Linked DNA regions of Mus musculus: region 1 is linked to region 2. A link is a contact called in public HiChIP or PLAC-seq data. All regions are on one chromosome and are shown on one strand. Each heading gives the region's core, a stretch centred on a gene start, on an enhancer-like site or on the middle of the called end of the contact. The rest is flanking DNA. Distances are from core to core; before and after follow the strand shown. Region 1 overlaps Scml4 (Scm polycomb group protein like 4). Region 2 has its middle 29 kb from the start of Gm5079.

What was found. HiChIP or PLAC-seq counts read pairs in DNA pulled down with a chosen protein or histone mark.
Region 1: a BATF HiChIP or PLAC-seq map of CD8 T cells shows a contact between it and region 2, with 6 read pairs. The contact joins two enhancer-like sites. A contact is called at or near these places in 1 of 484 Hi-C or Micro-C datasets (CD4 T cells), 3 of 115 datasets of contacts at active chromatin or transcription factors (CD8 T cells, effector CD8 T cells and embryonic stem cells) and 3 of 9 other capture datasets (adipose tissue, liver and pancreatic islet).

Annotation. Positions count from the first base shown.
Region 1 is chr10:42,896,493-42,899,192 of GRCm38.p6, forward strand. All of the region lies in intron 1 of Scml4 (Scm polycomb group protein like 4), which reads left to right. Among named protein-coding and RNA genes, the nearest start is that of Gm34006, 29 kb to the left of the region's middle. Within about 2 kb of position 1,344, at least 90 of the 459 cell types and tissues checked have an H3K27ac peak or open chromatin away from gene starts, as enhancers often do. A contact at or near this core is called in CD8 T cells and effector CD8 T cells, where this site is marked.
Region 2 is chr10:42,961,002-42,963,701 of GRCm38.p6, forward strand. No RefSeq gene overlaps it. Among named protein-coding and RNA genes, the nearest start is that of Gm5079, 29 kb to the right of the region's middle. Within about 2 kb of position 1,315, at least 124 of the 459 cell types and tissues checked have an H3K27ac peak or open chromatin away from gene starts, as enhancers often do. A contact at or near this core is called in CD8 T cells and effector CD8 T cells, where this site is marked.

The sequences.
Region 1 (2,700 bases), core at 94-2,593, 64 kb before region 2:
GTATACTGGTAGCACAGACCTGACAAATCCTGATGTATTTGATTGCCAGCTCAGGACAATGCTCACTAGCCTCTTTGTCACTCTACTTACCACCTATCAAAGGCAGCGCCTGTGATTGTTGCATGTTTCTAACTACTGGGGAAGATAAATCCAACTACCAAGCACAGAGAATCAAAGTCAACTTCAAAATAACTGTGCACTTGCTGTTGCCTTTGCTGCTAATGTTGCTGTTGCCTTTGCTGCTAATGTTGCTGTTGTCTACACAATGTTGGCTACGAATGTTGGCTTTCCTGATTGCTGGGGAGGCAGCAGTACTGGTTGAGATCCCACACTGTTCTTGCTGTTTACCCCTGACTGCTATATGCAGCTCATGCTGGCTGGAGGTGGTAGGTCTTCCAGAGCAAACACTGAGTTGCTACATCTCATTCTATAGTTCTAAAGAAGTGCCTGAGATACCTCGGTATTCTTCAAAGACTGTCTTGTGAAGACATCCGAGTTACACATCTGGACTTTAGAGTAAACAGTAGTGTGCCCAAAATTCTGTGAAATGTGGGCATTGTGAAGGTGGTTATTTCAGAGAGATTTGTCCTTATCCTAGCTGGCTCTCCTATTGCTGTGATAAACACCAGGACCAGATGCAACTTAGAGAGGAAAGTGGTTATTTGGTTACACTTCTATATCGTACTCCATCACTGAGAGGAGTCAGGGCAGGAACTCAGGTAGGAACCTAGAGGCAGGAACTGAACCAGAGGCCATGGAGGGAATGTTGCTTACTGGCTTGCTTCTCCTAGCTTGCTAAGCCTGTTCTCTGATACAACCCAGGGCCATCTGCCCAGGGATGGAATCAAGAAAATGGTCCAGAGACATGGCCACAGGCCAATCTGTTGGAAGCAATTCCATCGTAATGAATGAGGTTATGAGGTTCCCTCTTCCCGGGTGTGTCAAGTTGGCAACCAACGTTAGCTAGCACTGTCCTTGAGATAGCCACATACTCTGGAGACTGTTGAATATATCCCAGATTTGGAGAGTTATGACTGGTACTATTTGAATTTTGTCATTTTATCAGGGAAATCTTTACTATTCTTCCTAGGAAAGTATTTGAAAAGAAACTTGCTCTGTTCTCTCTCTCTCTCTCTCTCTCTCTCTCTCTCTCTCTCTCTCTCTCTCTCTCTCCCCTCTCTCACCTTGAAAAGAAAGCTTTCTTTGTAGATCTTGAACGGGAAACAACCCAAAGCAACCAAACCACAAGCACTTTCTCTAAATTAAACATAAAGTATAAACAGAGAACAAAACAGGAAGTGGTGGCTGGCTGAAAACAAGAACTCCCACAGCTGTCCTGGAAAGTGCGGTTCCCTGCCCTGCCCTACAGAACACAGGTTCAGAGATGCAGTGAGCCTAGAGTCCCCTGGCAGACAAGTGTCTTCTACTGGCACTTGCTGCAATTGCTCTTCAGCAACCCCTCACAGTATCTGCATCAGCTCCAGCTACCGCAGGCGTTAAGTCACAGGGGCGTCCTGTGAATCATTGGGTTTTCTTCCACCCTTTCAGCTTTCAGAGATGGAAGAAGTGGCCAGAGGAGTCAGGATCCCTTCTTGTGCCCCACCTGCAATGTTGCCACTCTGACAGGTTCCCTCCAAGGCTGACCGGGTGTGTGTACCAAGCTCTGGGGTTAATCTGAACTCTCTCATCAGTAAGCACTGATGGTGGTGGACTCATGGTATCTATCTAGGCATCGGAGCCTCTCTTCTAAGTCCGAGGGCAATGATGCTTGCCTCAGAACCATGTAGAAACTAACAGAGATGAAGCAGGTAAACTGTGGCAGGCCTACTTTGGAAACTTGTAGTGACATGTCTTGCTGGGGTAGTTTTCTTGTTTGGAAATGGCTTTTTTAAAAAATTGTGCATGAATGTATATGTACATGAGTGTGTGTGCACGCCATGGGTATGTGTGCATGCAATGAGGATGTGTTTGGAGGTCAGAGAACAACTTTGTGAAGTTGGTTCTCTCCTTCCATCTTTTTATAGGTTCTGGGGGTATAGGTAACTCAGGCTGTCGGGATTGTGTTGTGAGTGTTTTTACACATTAAGTCAAACGTAGCTGGCCCAAGACCATGATTATTGAAGACCCCTCAGGTGGAGTCCTGAGCACAGGGTCACTACTAACACTAATAAACGAATGGCCAGTCTGGAGCCAGAGTCCTCAGTGCTGGTCAGTGGAAGAGTCCTGGATGAGGGGCAGCCCAGCAGACCACTCATTCAATTACTTGGTGAACGTTTGTTAGATCTCTGAGATGTTCAAATCTCTGGAGTTGGAGCCAGATGAGCACACCTGTAATACCAGCACCCAGAAGACAGTGGCAGAAAGATCATAGCAAATTCAAAGCCATCCTGGTCTAGATAGCAAATGCTAGGTTAGTCAGGGATACATGGCAAGACCCTGTCTCAAAAGTCCAAATCAATTAAACCCGGACACAGAGCTGCAACCATGGGCTTTCCCACCTGCACCCCAGTTCCTGTAATAACAACTCTGAAACTTAATTCTATGTGAATAAAAGCCTAGGCCATAAGCTCGGGCTTGTAACTCAGTTATCACGTTAAATCTAGTCTGAGGCTGTCGTAAGGCTAGCTACTCTCCTAAGTTTCATGCATCTGTCTCCTCAGAGTTCAGGGCGAATCTCTTCCTGCGCCTGACTCTATCCTA
Region 2 (2,700 bases), core at 65-2,564:
CTCAAATATCTTTCCAGCTTTGTAGTGCAGAGGCGCGGCATGGTCTGGTGCGGCATGGTCTGTTACGTGTAGGCATTTCCTCTTATTGTAGCAGGGCCTGTTCTGTGCACAGCTAGATGACCAGAACAGTCCTGGTGCCTAGACTTGTTCCTCTGAATCAGCTGAGTGGAAATGTCAGGACCTGAGGACCTGGATGCCGCAGGAAAGGCCTTACTGGAGAGGCCTCGGCCAGGAACAACTGCCTAAGCGTTTCACTTATGTCTGCCAGGGAGGACATGGGCCTGTTATTTCTCTTCCACAGGATTGCCAATTTTTTCCCCTTTCAGAAATAAAAGAGCAGAGAGAACGCCTCAGCAAAACCTGTGCTCAGAATTGATAACTTGGGAAGAGATGCTGGGCTGAGGGTTTGAGAATCAAACCAGATGAACAAAATTATACACTTCTTAGGAAAACCGTACAATACCGTTTGTGCCCACCGCCCCTGCCCATGACAGCCAGAACCTGATGATGCCACAGAATAATTCTTTAAATTAAAATGGGTTTAAAATTAAATGTATATTCTTTTAGAAGGGTTTGTTGAATCTCTGAAGAAAACTAGAAACACCCAATGTTCTGTTGAACACAGTCATCATTAGAAAGTCTTGAAGGACCTTCTGATCTCTCCCTGAGAACTATTCTAGAGAGAGGATACCTGGAGAGCTATCCCAGTGCATAAGTAACGGGATATGCACTCAAAAGATAACCTACCCCACTTTCCCCAGTGGAGGCAGGCTCGAACTGTTTAGATCATGGATAAAGACATGTTTTGGTTTTTTGCTTTTGTTTTTTACATAAACACACTCAGAGCTGAGTCCCTGCTCTGCTTGTGTGTTGCCACATGATTTTGCTCTGTTCCATGAGAGGTCCAGACTGGGAGCCCCTGGGGGAATCCAGCAGATGTCCAGATGTCCAGAGGCACCAACGGTCCTGCGTCCTTCCATATTGCCAAGTTAGCACCAGCTGCCCGGGAGCCCACTCTGGGCTCTGCAGAGCTAGGGATGCTGGAGCCGCAGCCCCTTTGTGTCTCTCCCTCCAAGGCTTAGTTAGCCTCATCCCACAGGATTCCTTCACGGACAATTGGAAGCTGGGTTTTTGGAAATCTAGTATTTACTTGAAAGAGGATCACTCTTATTTACTGCCACCAGTTAAAGATTAGGGCAACATGTCTGCTAACAATTTGCTTTGTGTAATTTTGTTTTAATGCTAATAAGCAACAGCTGGGACACTTCCTGTGGTAACTTCCTCTGTGGCTACAGTACAGTCAGCACACAAGACTGCACCAAGTGCTGCACTTACGAGCACACACTGGTCTGGAGACGCTGTGCTACGCAGCCAGCTGTACATTTCCCTAAGCTGTGCCCCTGGCCAACCTGCTAGACTTCCTACCTGAGACCTTGGGCTTCTTGGCACACTTACCAAGACACCGTTTCCCAGGCCAGCTGCCATTGGGACCAGGAGTTGATACTGTGACACAGGATGGCAGAACAGGAAGATGACAAAGAAGAAGAGGGCGGAGAACTGGCTTGGCAGTGACAGAATGGCGATTCTTGATAGTGTGGGGACAGCAGCATCTTTCTCTCTAAACATATCCATGAACCACTCAGGCTTGCTCTGTCACCTACTTGACCACATGGCCCGCGCCACGGCGCTGAGGCAGAAAAGTAGTCTACCAGTGGGTCCGGCACGGGAACGAACCAACAACATGCTTCTTCAAACCATGAAATGAGACATGGCGTCATTTTCCTGCAGCCGTGAACTATCAAAGGCTACTTTCACCACAAAAGGAAGCAGCCTAAAATCGTGTGATGTCTCTGCCTCCCCACCCAGGGTTGGACCGCCTTCCCTACAGTCTAGCGAAGCTCTCTGCTTGGCTTCTTCCCATCATAGGGAGTTCCCTCCCTGAGCAGCTGGCTTATCTCTCTGTTGCACAACTCTGGTTGTGAAAAAGTTTACTTCTCAGGGAGTCACAGATGTCCGTGAATCAGATACAAATATTCAAGGTGAAGTAAATTCTGAAATTTTTGTCTGTTTAATAGAGTTTATCCATGCAGTAGCCAAATCTACACCACAAACAGACATTGGCTAGTTGATCTCAACACTCGGCTCCCTGTCTTTGTGGTAGAAGAGTAGACACATATAAGAGTTGTGCCCAGAGGCTGCAGTTAGGTTTCCATTGCTACAATAAACACCATGGAAGAGCAATGTTATGGGTTGAATATGCTTGGCCTATTGGACGTGACACCATTAGGAGGTGTGGCCTTGTTTGAGTGGGTGTGGCTTTGTTGGAGGAAGAGTAGGGGTGGGTTTTGTGGTCCTATGCCCAAGTTCTACCCAGTTAGGAAAAGACAGACCCCCCCCCCTCCTAGCCTATAAAAGATAGTCCTCTCCTGGCTGCCTTCAGATCTAGACATAGAACTCTCGGCTCCTCCAGCACCATGTCTGCCTGCACACTGCCATGTTTCCTGCCATGATGATAATGGATTGAACTTCTTAAACTGTAAGCCAAACCCCAATTAAATGTTTTCTTTTATAAGAGTAGCCTTGGTCACGGTGTCTTTTCACAGCAGTGAAACCCTAACAAAGGCAAGCAACTTGGGGAAGATAAGCATTTGGATTGGTTTTGCTTTTCATCTGCCACATCACAGTTCATCACCAAGGGAA